2 separate regions of the Sus scrofa genome follow, and region 1 is linked to region 2. Evidence: chromatin contacts called from public HiChIP or PLAC-seq data. All regions are on one chromosome and are shown on one strand. Each heading gives the region's core, a stretch centred on a gene start, on an enhancer-like site or on the middle of the called end of the contact. The rest is flanking DNA. Distances are from core to core; before and after follow the strand shown.

Region 1 (7,034 bases), core at 4,458-6,957, 150 kb after region 2:
GCTCTTCCCCAATTCAGTTCATAATCCAAAGATGAGCCTGGATGATATTAAAATACAAATCTAATTATACTATCTCCTGTATAAAGCCCTCAGAAGTATTCCATTGCCCATAGATAAAGGTGAAATCTGCATTGTGGTCCATAAAACCATGCATAGTCTGATCTCCAGCTATTTTCCTAGCACTGCCTCAAGCCTCTTCACAAAATCACTTTGCATTGTTCACAGCAACTGTTCAGGTTTGGAGCAACACCAGCTTTCTTCTCTCCTCAGATCCTTCATACCCATGCTATTCCCTGTTCCTGCAAATCTCCTCCATATTCATTTAGTTTGAAGTCTCTTCCTTCCTGAATTCTCAGCTTAAATTTCAGGGAAGCTTTTCCTGACACCTCAGTTTGGGTAAGTTTTCCTAAGTACATAGACATAGCATTTTCTTGCAGTCTTTATTCTACATTATATAATTGTAATTAAAATCTAGTCTGATTGTTGTATTGAAGCAATAGTCTTCTATTGCTATTGTAAAAATATCTTACCACAAATAAAATGGCTCAAAATAACACAGATTTATATTTTGCAGCTCGGTAGACCAGAAGTTCTAAATGTGTCTCATGGGGCTGAAATCAAGGTGTCAGGCAATCTGCATTTCTTTCTGAAGGCTCTAGAGGAAAATTCTTTTTTGCTTTCCTGCTTCTAGAGGCTGCCTGCATTTCTTGTGACCCCTTTTCATTTTCAGAGCCCGAAATGGCCGATCATTTTTTTTTTTCCTGATGCCATCTCTCTGGTTCTAATTCTTCTGCCACCTTCTTCCCCATTTAATGACCCATCTGATTACACTGGACTCACCCAGATAATCCAGGATCATCTGCCTCTATTAAAGTCAGCTGACTAGCAACCTTACTTTCATCTGCAACCTCAGTTCTTTTTTGACATGTAACATAACAGAATCCACAAGTATCAGGGATTGGGGTGTGGACTTTTTTGGGGGACCATTCTTGCCTCTCACAAGGTCTATCTCAAGAGGAAATTTTAAGCCCCTTAAGAGCAGGAACCTTTCTTTTTCTTGTCTAATGCTTGATCTTCAACATCTAGAACATTGCCCACTACACTGTAGCACTTCATCAATATTTATTAAAGATAAATTAATAAACACAGTTATTATCAGCAATGGTAATAAAGACAGGCAGTAAATCTCAGAGTGGGGAAGAGGCCACATACTGATTATGCTCCATCAAGCTATTATGGAAAGATACACATAAATTGTTTGAACCTCTTTATTCAAGTCATCTCATCTACTTTGGGAATTAAAAAAAAAAACGAAAACAAAAAAAACCCTGCATTTTATTTCAGAATGCTTGTTGGTTCTCTCTAGCCCCCACCAGAATGAGTTTCATAAATATGTATTCTGTATAGAAATATCAACATAAATGTGCATTCCTAAAGCATGCAGCTGCTATCACTGAAGCTGACTGTAACTCAGACATATGCTGGGTGGCAGCAGATAAGTTTGGAATTAGTTGTGATAGGTAATCCACAAAATAGCTAGACTGCATGCCAGTAATCAAGAATTCACTGTAATTACTTTAATCTGTAATCGGCTCAACACAGTGCACAAAAGACTGGCAGAGGAATTCTGCAACCGGAGAGAAGTTGGTTAATTATTCCAAGACCATCTCTTTGTTCGCATATTGATTTTGAATTGTATGACCTTTTCATTCATTCATTAATACATTTATTCATTCAGTGGAATGTGTTAATTACAGTAGGAGCATATTAATTACACTCGAAAGAAAAACCAATAAAAACATGTCCCCTCACCTCTCAGGACATCCGGGCTCATAATGAGAGACAGACATGTAAATAAACCCATCAGTGCAATATTAATTCTGTTCCTTCCTAGAAAAAAAAAGCAAGTTGTAGACTCAAAGTTAGTAAACAATTACTATGAGAAAGTTCTTTAAATTTTGTATTAGAAAAACCAATTACTGGAAAACACACACGCATTCATGAGTACACACCATGTTGTCAAGGGAGCCAGCTTAGTCGACTAAGGAAAAAACTGAGGTTTATTTATTTATTTTTCATTCCTGAATCTATAGGCTATAGACTCTATGTTAAACTTAAATGGATGACAGATTGTTTATTAAATAATAAAGCCAGTCCATAAAAATCAGGTGCTTTTGTACTCTCTTCACAACAGTTGTCTTATATGGTGAATGAAAAAGCTAGTATTGTCAAAGTTCAGCTGAGGAAACTCCAGATGCTGTTCCACATTCCTGGTTACCAGGATACCTGGCTTGGTCCAATGTGTAAACATTTCAAAAGCAAACAAGTGCAAAAGGTTCTTACAGGCTGGATTAAGGGTGGTCTCTTACAAGATGCTGTTTAATGAAAACTATTTTGAAAGGCAATATTCAAATAAAGAATGAGGGGGATAAACTTTGAAGACATGTATGAAAAAATCTTTAGGAATTACATGTGATTAAGTACAAGTTTAATGTAAATTAGCACTGAGGATACCTCTTGTAACAAAATGAGCCCATGTGATTTTAGCTTGATTAAGATGATGGCGTACAAGTTCCCCTTGTGACTCAACAGAAACAAATCCGACTAGGATCCATGAGGACATAGGTTTGATCCCTGGCCTCTCTCAGTGGGTTAAGGATCTGGTGTTGTCGTGAGCTGTGGTTTAGGCTGCCCCTGTGGCTTGGATCTGGCATTGTTGTGCTGTGGTGTAGGCTGGCAGCTGCATCTCTGATTAGACCCCTAGCTTGGGAACTTCATATGCCCTGCGTGTGGCCCCAAAAAGACAAAAAAAAAAAAAGTTGATAGCATAAGAGAAATAGAAGCAGAGAGATGGTTCCACACTGGTCAGACCTACTGGTAGTATTCTTGTCAGAAGCCAACCAGAGGACGAGATCTCTGCTTGACCCGAAGCGGGACCCAGGCACCCAGAGATTTCTCACCCCCTTCCTTGCCTTGAAATGTACTTCATACTCACCATTCCCACAGCAGGAGCCATGTCCAAGGATTCAGTCTTAAAAGAGCAAGGTGTTGTTGACACCATCTGGCAGTATATGTGACTGAAGCCAATGAAGTTCTCTATACAAACTTTCAAGATCATGGCAAGTGGCACAGAGATCTACTCATCTTGCAGCTGCCCCAGACAAGCCTCCTCTGTAAGTTCCTTTTCTTATTAAACCTGTCACTTTTTTTTTGTTTTGTTTTGTTTTTTTGTTTGTCTTAATGGCTGTGTTCATGGTGTATGGAAGTTCTGGGTCAGGGATTGAATCCAAGCAGGTGTGGCAACACTGGATCCTTTAACCCACTGCACCAGACAGGGGATCAAACTTGCACCTCTGTAGTGACCCAGGCTGCTACAGTAAACCACGTAACCCATTGCGCTACAGCAGGAACTCCCAAACCTGCCACCTTCTAATCAAGAATGATTTACCTCCTTCACGGGTCTTTCCTTCCTTCTGTGTCCAGAGGCCGGTTTCAGATTTTACCTGGCAAGCTCTCAAAATTTCGAACTGACAGTTGTGCTTATTTTTAGGCATCTCAGGTAGCAAGTGACAAAATTCAGTAAAAAACTGGAATCATTTTTAAGAGGTAGCAAGTTAGGATGGCAAAAGTGTCATTCAAAGAAAAGTTAAAGATATTAGAATGTTTGACTCAGAGAATGGAAGATTTGGATGTTTATAGGGCTTCATTTTTTTAGTTTCAACTAGTTGAAAATTCGCCATGTTCAGGAGGAATTAAGTTCTAGTTTTCAAGACAGTAATAGAAAGCTACAGGAAAAATAACTTCTGATCGGTATTAGAACATTCAAATGGGGACATATCCAGAAATAACATGGGAATCCTGGCAAGTCATGAGTGCCCACCCTTTAAGGATCTTTTTTTGTTTTGGTCTTTTGTCTTTTTAGGACCCGCACCCTTGGCATATGGAGGTTCCCAGGCTAGGGGTCTAATCGGAACTACAGCTGCCGGCCTATACCACAGCCATACCAGATCTGAGCTGCATCTGCGACCTACACCACAGCTCACAGCAATGACGGATCCTTAACCCACTGAGCCAGGCCTGTGACCGGACCTGCAACCTCATGGTTCCTAGTCAGATTTGTTTCTACTGTGCCACGATGGGAACTCCCCTTTAAGGATCTTAAATAGAGGCAAGACCATCATTTGGTAGATGCTTCTGTGAATCTCACAGAGGAAATTTGAGCTTCTGAGCAATGGTTTTCTTCACCATATGAAGCATCGACTTGTTATCATGCAGAGCTCTTATAGCTGGGACATTTAGGTCATGAGACAATCACTGAAGGTAAATAATAATTTATATGTGCTCTTAGTGACTCTCAGTGGCATCATATTTTTAGGAAAACCTCGTTAAATAGACCTTATAAAAATGTACATACCTTCTATCTTTCCAGCACAGTTATCATTTTCTCTAGCGATGAGTAATTAAGTTAGCGACCAGCCAAAGTAGTTGGCATATGCAGAGTATGTTGTAGGAAAACTATAGCATTTGACCTTTGAATCACAGTTGGCTTGGAAAGAGCCTCACATGCTGGGAGGAAGGTTGGAACTAGAAGGACTGAGGGAAGAGCAGATCCTTTCCTAGCATCTCACATTTGGGGGCATATCTTCCCAGAGTGGAAAACTGGACCCAATTTTGTACACAGCCTGGTCTCCCTCTGTTTTCTTCCCTGAAGCTGTATAGTTAAAGTCCCATTTGTGAAGTGAACATGGTATGACTCCACTCTTGCCTTTTTAAAGCTCTGTTATTAGCTGATAATCTTGAGCTATTTCTGTTCCAAATCACATGACTCCTTTTAGTTCCTTCCTTTACCTTCATTGCTTTACTTGGTAAGATGAATGAAGCAGGCATTTCCATGCTGAAGTGCTCTACCAGGAAGTTTCACTTTATTTGTGTGTTGGTAATGGGGTGTGGTTTGAGAAGTTGACTTTGACTTATTACCTTCTCACTTATTACGGTTTACTTTTGCACAACCAATCCACATAATCTCATTAGATTCTCTAATCTTCCCCAAGAAAGTGTTATTATTATTAGCATTGTGAGTTTAAGGTAATAGATCGAAACCGAGAAGAAACTGAGATCTGTTTGACCTCACAGCCCACATGCTTTCTGTCACACACTCCCGCCTCCCTTATTTGACTCAGACATTTTTAATAGAGGCATTTTCAGGCTGGCAGCTATAACATGAGATCGAATTGACTCTAGCTGCTAACTTTTCAGGTTACATTTCTGTGAAATAAAGTGAATGACTATTTTGCTTAGACAGCTTTGCTGAGTAATCATTTGCTTTCCAGCCATGGCCATAAAAGGAAAAATGCCTTCCACAAATAGTATCTTGGGCAAAAATAAAATGATTGTTCTTTTTGATGGGTTTTTACTCCTTTTCTGGAATCCTTACATGGTAAATTGGAATAAGACGATAGTTTATAGAGAAATGAGGCTTGAAAAGGACAGATGAAACCTTCCAACAGCTAGTAAAGAAGTTTCTGGATGCAGCTCTTGTGGAAAGGATAACAAACCTGCCTTAGTTGTCCCCCCCCGCCCCCAGAACATAGAGCTAGACAGAAGGGGGAGCAAAAACATATAACCCTACCCTTAAGTGTCAGTTAAAGCTGATTCATGGTGGGGAAATGGCAAATGCCTATCTAACACCCTTCCTCGCTGTCCCCGAGGCAGAGCTCTCTGTTTGCCTAAGGTGATGAGATCAAATTGCTGTCAGCCCAGGGTTTCTGTGCGGGTCCACAGATCAGAGCTCTCTGTGGCTTTTCAGAAACACAAACTACAGATCGAGAATTATTGCCGGTCTGAACTTTCAGTTCTGATTTGATTTGGTTATTCCGTGTAGAATTAGCCTCGCTGTGTTGAGGTAGATAAAGGTGGGGCTGGAGGTGAGGAGCCAATTTAATATTTCCCAAAGGCCCCCTCCAGGAAACTGTTTTGTAAAGGATACTCTCCCAGCAGGGAGAAAACATGTATGGTTTATGGTATGCTTTGTGATAATCTAGAGCATTTGTCATGCACTCCAGGGTGCCTGATAATAAAATAATTGTTGAACAAAAATAGTGAAAATAGCCTCTTCTGAGACAGTACATGACACACCCAGTAACTTTTACATTCATATTTTTGTGTTTTTCTACTGTGTCTCATCATCCAAGTTGTAAGCTTCTTGGAGGAAGGAAAGGCAAGGTTTGATACATCCGTGGATCCATCTGAGAGCCTGGCACAGTGCCTTTCACTCGGTGGGAACCCACAGAAGGTTTGGTGATTCACTGGTATTGCTGCTTTCCTTGTGAGAAAGGGGAAGACAGACTGCACAGGGTGATGGGGAATATGCCTATTTTTCCCTGTCACCTGTATGGATCACCTGAGGGGAAAATAGCATTCATTTTTTCAGTCTGATTGTAGGGCTATTCAAAAGAGCTGTTTGAATTTTATCAGAGAGGAAATTCTCATTTCAGGAAACTAACATAGAATTCTGGATTAGGATGCACTTTAAAAATTTCATGGTATTTTTAATATATGTTAAAATTTAGGTCTGTCAATCATGTTGGTGTTTCTATACGAGGATGTCACAAAACCTTTCCCTAAAAGAGGCTCAAATTTGAAGCCACATTAATTATTATTAATAGTTATTATCCATCATTACACGTCTTGTAAAATCCATCATGTTCACTACTTTTCAGTAGTGCTGTCAGAAATGCATCCTGACAGAAATAAAAATTCATGCACTACTAACTAGGACTTGAGTTAATGACACCAACTGTTATGAATATTCACTTTTTAAAGATACCATTTCTGGCGAAATTCCTATATGCCAGGCATGGTGCTAAGTGTTTTACATACATCACCTCGTTTAATCCCTATTATAATGCTATTTTAAAGATGAAGAAATGGTGATTTAAGTTCATTTGCATGTTAAGATCATACAAAATGGTACAGCCTGCAAAACTCCAATTTTAAACATTGCACTGTTGACTTAAGTTCCTTGCTGAATTGTC
Region 2 (6,325 bases), core at 3,668-6,167:
TTCAACTGCAAAGCAGTTTTAAGTAAGCAAGCTTAGTCAGTAAATTTAAAAAGTAAAACCAAAGACTACTGGATATTGTAAGTTAGGCTGAGATATTTGGTATAGAAAATAAATCGTTGGCTGAGGTTTTATGAAATTTATTAAATGAATGGGATGGTATTTCTATAACCAGTTTCCTTTCTTTATCCTGGCTCCATAGGGACATTTCTTTTCATTGTCCTTTAAAAAGAAAGAGAAAAACAAAATCCTCCGCGTTTCAACATTCCCTCGAACCCTCTGGTTCATACAAGCGATGACGTGCCATCACTCTAATCAACGCAGGTTTTAGGACACTGATCTCGTTTTCTCTCTTCAGTTCTGGCCGCCAAAGCCGCAGTAGCAGCAGCAGCAGTGGGTTCTTTAATTTCTTGCAGCCGGTTACACTTTCGATCCTATTTCCTTCTGAACCCTCTCCTCTCAGGTTGGGAGGATAAATGCAGCTTGGGCTCTGAAAAGCCGGGCGGTGTTTGTGGGTGGGAGCGAAGCCGGATCTCATATTCCCTTGGTGAGGTCTTGTACTGGGGCGGGGGCGGGGGACGGTTAGTCCCCCCCCCCCCACCGGTTCCATTTAATGAAATTGCTGAGCACTTGTGACACTGGCTCTGAGACTGCGGAAATGGGGCGGGGGTGAGGGGAAAGGACTTCTCGCCCGCATTCATCCTCCGCGCCGGCTGGATTCTGGAGTTGGAGTGTCCGTCCCTAGACAGGGGACGGAAGAGAACTGGGAGCTCCGGCAGCTGTAAGGGTGCCCCCGAGGGCTCCCCTCACCTCGCCCACCGCCCTACCCCGCCTATTTCGTTCCCTTTCCCAAGAACCAAGCGGCTGGGCAAGGCGGCCAACACTCCCGGGCTGCTCCGGAGGAGAGGTCGGAGTCGGGGACCTTGGGGAGGAGGGAGGAGAGCCAGAAGGCTTCAAGGCCTCGGCTGTCTGGCCGGGCTATTCCCCATGCCGCGCACGTCGGACCCATTTCCCACGCCGGTTTGGCTGGGCGGCAGAGTTGGTAAGGATGAGAGTAGGGAGGGCGGGCCAAAGACTACCTCCCGCCCGCAATGTGGAAACCACTCCACTGTGAAGGACGCGCTGCGCCCCCCTCTACACCCCCGCCTCCGGTCATCTGGGAAGAAATTTTCCCCGCGCTGGGGAAAAGCCTCCCACTCTTTCGCCCCTTGTGGATGTGTGCCTCAAAATTGCGCGCCGGAGCGGTGGGCGACTACTTGAAGATGCGCAGGGGCTTGTTCAAGTTTATGGTCTGGTGAGGCAAGAGAGGGTGCAACGTCTCTACCCACGCGGCTGCCTGAAGTTTGCAAAATCTTAGTAAAGGCGACGAGGGGAGTGAGTTCACTGCACCATATTGCCGCGTATCGGAATGCTCGGGGGCAAGGCCGCAGAGTGGAGCTGGCTTCCCTCTTTCTCCTTGGACCCTGGAAAAAGGGGGACGGTGTATCTGGTGGCGTTCTGATAAGCCAGAGTTTGCCAAATATAAGGGGAATTTGGCCTTCCTGACACTTAGCGGGCTGCTACAGTGCTGCGGCGCCCGCCCCCGCCCCCCAGCTCCAGACTGCGGCGGTGCGCACTGAGTCTGCGCAAGGGCTTTTCTCGCTGATGCTGCAGATATAGAGCATAGAGGCGCTGGTGGCAGCGAGAGGGTAGGGGGTGGAGGCGGGAGGGGAAGGCCGGGTTACAGACTTGGCCTCGAAGGAGGAGCCTCTACCCCCAGTGCTGCTGTTTTAGCAGGCTGGAAAAATCCTCGCCTGCTCCCGGGCACATACCACAACATGCTCCCACCTTCCGCGCCTCTATGATCCCCCAAAGGGAATGCTTGGAAATCTCTGCCGCCGCTCCCACCCATTCCTGCTGGCTGCGCCCGCCTGAAAAACCGCGCACTACATCTGCTTATAGACTTCATTGGTGTTTGTCTTGTTTAAATCATTCTGCCGCCTCACACAAATCCCATAAAGGGAACGTACCCACTCTGGACGGATTTCTTTCTCTTTTCTTCTTTTTGCTTTAAATTTTCCTTTAAGAGGAGGCCCTTCAATTCCTATAGATTGAGCAGACCAGATGAGGACCAACCAAAATCCAGCAGCAGCCTCTTTTCTTCTTTGAAGTGTAAGAATTCTTCCCAAGTATCTCCTGCTTATCTCAACACCGCCCCCCCTCCCATCCTGGCTGGGCCCCGACAGCCACTGAAATAAGAGCAAATGGCTACAGTTTAGAAAACAACCAGAAATGAAATTCGATGAGGCAGGATGCGGCGGCAGTGACTGAAAAGTGGGGAAGCCTCGCGTGGGGGAATACCATGTACGATCAAGTGGCACAAAGTCAAAAGAAGGAGAGAAAAGGAGCTAGGGACTCTTCGGTACACAAAGTTGCCATTAAAGTTTATTTCCCTTTTATCCAGATAGGTGACGCTACACTTTGCCAGTTTCTAAAGGCTGCAGGTTTCTGCTTAGAAAATAATATCGAGGCTTCCAACATGTGTTTATTCCCCAGGCGCACGCACACACAGGGTCTACCCCGTAAGCAAGCACGATGACAGGAATGCCAAGCATTTAAACAAAGACAGCCCCCACCCCCACCCAGCCCTCCTAACTGCTCTCCCAAAAAAGGATTCCTCTCCCGCTCTCTTTGGAGTTTGATGTTCTCTCTCAACCTCTGCAGCCCACCGTGGTTTCTCCGAACACCAGCGTAGCTTCCTGGGCTCACCCCGGGTTCCCAAAGCCACAGCTGACCAAGCCTTAACCAAGATGCTAATTCGCTAACGAGAGACACTTCGGGGGTGGGGAATATCGCCTGAGAAGAGGAAAAGGCAAAACGTTTCCTCAAACCAGCTCCAGCGCGCTCACACGCGCACTTGGCATTAGTAAGAGCAAAGAGGAAATTTACCAGCCCCAGGGAGAAAAAACTAGTACCCAACCCCCGCCCCCGGGGGGCAGCGGCTGCACTCGCTGGGGAAGAATAGGGCAATCTTTAGCTTAAGGGGGGGCTTGTTGGGATTGTGCACACTTGGAGTGGCCCCCGGAGCTGAAGCAGAAGCTGGGCTTTCCGAAGCCGGGCGGCTAGCTCGCTCCCGTCTCCCGCCCCCGCCACGGCACTCCTCCCTCCTTCTCTGCGAGTGTGTAGTTTCCGAGGCTCCGCTGCTACCGCCGCCGCCGCCGCCGCTACAGCAGCGTCAGGGACTAGCTTGAGCCGAGAGCGAGGCAGTGAGCTCCCAGCAGCAACCATCACTTTGGGCAAACTTGCGGGTTTCCGGCTGGCGGCTCGCGAGCGGGAGGTTCCCGCTTGCCATTCAGCGCCTTTGAGTCGCGGCAGTCAAAGAGACGGCTGGAGCGCCCGCACCAGACTCTCCCAGACACGAAAGGGGACGAGACAACTGCGGAATTCACCAGCCGTGCCAGGGCACTTCCGAGGCAACAACCGACTGGCACTTTTTCTCCCCTTGGCAAACTGGATTTTTTTTTTTTTTAAGCTACTTGGCAGCTGTCTCTGACTCCCCCCCCCCGCCCCCATGCCTTTTGCTTTTCTTCGGAAATCCGGACAGAATTGGGCATCTTTGTTAATTGCCGTTGGGGGAGCCCGGCCGGGGGCTTCCACCAGGCGAAAGTCGCCTGCGCACCGAGCCTGGTTTGCTCACCTTTGAACTGCAAAGGGATCAAGTTCAGCTCGAGTTGCTAGCGTTGGGACTGGGAGGACGAAGAGAGAGCGTGCAGGAGAGAGGAGTGGGAGAAGGGGAAAGGGGAAAGGAGAGGAGGGAGGAGAGAGGAGGAGGAGAGAGGAGAGGGAGGGAGGGGAGGGATCGAGAGAGAGCGCGGAGAGAGAGAGGCTGCAATCTCCTCCCTGAATCGCGCACAGCGCTGCAGATCCCAGTGCTCTGACATGCGGGCCGAATGCAGGTGAGGAAAGGCACGGACTCTGCGGCTGCGAACCCAAACTTGGGCACCGCACGGTGCGCACGGCTCAGCCTTCAACCCCGCGGGCGAAAGGCTGCTGCGGTTTCAGGCGGCGGCTTCGTGACTAATGACCTTGCGCAGAGTAGTTAAGAAAAAAAAAGAAACCCGAGCTCTCGTGGGTGAAAAGGGACTGACTCTCTGGGCGTCTCTGAAGATGGCTTGGACTGCTCTTTCGCGCGCGGGGGGAACCCGGACGCGGACCGCTGTGTGACGCGAGTGGTCTCCACTGCACCGTGCCCGAAGCGACCTGCCGGGATTTTTCATTCTCGATCTGTTGACTGGCTCTCCCGCTGCCTGAGCGGAGTCGGAGTTGAGACTGGCTTGTTGCTGGCCCTAGCACCTCGTGCAGGAAGCGACTCACGTTTGCCTGGGCAGCCGGAGCAGAAGCTTGGTCTGGAGTGAGTGGCTGGAACGTGAATTGGAGTCAACTCGAGTAGCAGCAGCAAAGACGAGCGGGGTTGGCAGGCGGGGGAGGCTGCAGACTCGCTCCCCGCCGCTTCCCGGCTCCACTGCCCGCGTGCCGGAGCGGTTCCGGCCCCATCCGACACAGCAGGGACGGGAGTCCGGGATCCTCTGCCCGTTGCGGGGATGACTCTGGGGGGGCGCCGAGCTCGCGGCGCGCAGTGTCCCGTGAACTGTGAGTACTGCAACTGAACGGCGGCTGGCGAGCGGGCGATTAGCACCCATTGCATGAATTATGAAACAATAACTTTCGGAAGAAGCAGGAGGGAAAAAAAGAAGAATCTAACGCTGGTCTCCCCTGGCCGACTTTGGACGCTGCTCTTGCCCCCTCCCACCTCTCCCTCTCGCTTCTTCCCTTCTCGGAGAGGGGAGAGGACTGGGAGGAGGGCAGGCGACTGGCCTCGGAGAAGGGGGGCGCCGAGGGGGCCGTGATTAGAAGGAGCAGTAGCAGCAGCAGCAGGAGAAGATGCTGAGGATGCGGACCATGGGATGGGCGCGCGCCTGGTGCCTGGGCTGCTGTCTCCTTTTGCCGCTCTCGCTCAGCCTGGCGGCCGCCAAGCAACTCCTCCGGTACCGACTGGCCGAGGAGGGCCCAGCAGACGTCCGCATCGGCAACGTCGCCTCAGACTTGGGCATCGTGACCGGCTCCGGTGAGGTGACTTTCAGCCTCGAGTCGGGCTCGGAGTACCTGAAGATCGACAACCTCACCGGCGAGCTTAGTACAAGCGAGCGACGCATTGACCGCGAGAAGCTGCCCCAGTGTCAGATGATCTTCGACGAAAACGAGTGCTTTCTGGACTTCGAGGTGTCGGTGATCGGGCCCTCGCAGAGCTGGGTGGACCTTTCGAAGGTCGGGTCATCGTGCTCGACATCAACGACAACACGCCCACCTTCCCGTCTCCCGTGCTCACGCTCACGGTGGAGGAGAACCGGCCGGTGGGCACTCTCTACCTGCTGCCCACCGCCACCGACCGTGACTTCGGCCGAAACGGCATCGAGCGCTACGAGCTGCTCCAGGAGCCCGGGGGCGGCGGTGGCGGCGGCGGCGAAGGCCGGCGCGCCGGGCCTGCCGACAGCGCCCCCTACCCCGGGGGCGGCGGGAACGGCGCGAGCGGTGGCGGCCCTGGAGGCTCCAAGAGGCGGCTGGACGCGCCAGAAGGCGGCGGCGGGACCAACCCGGGCGGCCGCAGCAGTGTGTTCGAACTGCAGGTGGCCGACACCCCGGATGGCGAAAAGCAGCCGCAGCTAATTGTGAAGGGGGCGCTGGACCGCGAACAGCGCGACTCCTATGAGTTGACCCTGCGGGTGCGCGACGGCGGCGACCCGCCTCGATCCTCTCAGGCCATCCTGCGGGTGCTTATCACCGACGTGAACGACAACAGCCCCCGCTTTGAGAAGAGCGTGTATGAGGCTGACCTGGCAGAGAACAGCGCCCCGGGGACCCCCATCCTGCAGCTGCGTGCCGCCGACTTGGACGTGGGGGTCAACGGGCAGATAGAGTACGTTTTCGGGGCGGCTACCGAGTCTGTGCGGCGGTTACTGCGCCTCGACGAGACGTCCGGCTGGCTCAGTGTCCTGCACCGTATCGACCGCGAGGAGGTGAACCAGCTGCGCTTCACCGTCATGGCCCGCGATCGTGGGCAGCCCCCCAAGACCGACAAGGCCACGGTGGTCCTTAATATCAAGGACGAGAACGACAATGTGCCGTCCATTGAAATCCGCAAGATCGGTCGTATCCCACTCAAGGACGGGGTGGCCAATGTGGCAGAGGACGTTCTAGTCGACACTCCCATTGCCCTGGTGCAGGTGTCCGACCGAGACCAAGGCGAGAACGGAGTGGTCACCTGCACTGTAGTGGGCGACGTGCCCTTCCA

The links. HiChIP or PLAC-seq counts read pairs in DNA pulled down with a chosen protein or histone mark.
Region 1: a contact with region 2 is called in an H3K27ac HiChIP or PLAC-seq map of skeletal muscle. The contact joins the enhancer-like site here to the promoter of PCDH7 in region 2. A contact is called at or near these places in 5 of 47 Hi-C or Micro-C datasets (embryonic fibroblasts, epiblast stem cells, heart right ventricle and 2 more) and 1 of 2 datasets of contacts at active chromatin or transcription factors (skeletal muscle).

The regions. Positions count from the first base shown.
Region 1 is chr8:23,604,889-23,611,922 of Sscrofa11.1, forward strand. All of the region lies in intron 3 of PCDH7 (protocadherin 7), which reads left to right. Among named protein-coding and RNA genes, the nearest start is that of PCDH7, 150 kb to the left of the region's middle. Within about 2 kb of position 5,708, at least 8 of the 83 cell types and tissues checked have an H3K27ac peak or open chromatin away from gene starts, as enhancers often do. A contact at or near this core is called in skeletal muscle, where this site is marked.
Region 2 is chr8:23,454,558-23,460,882 of Sscrofa11.1, forward strand. It overlaps PCDH7 (protocadherin 7), which reads left to right and starts at 4,918. Exons shown (of 5, transcript NM_001244484.1): 1 at 4,918-5,294; 2 at 5,297-6,325. The coding sequence starts at 4,918.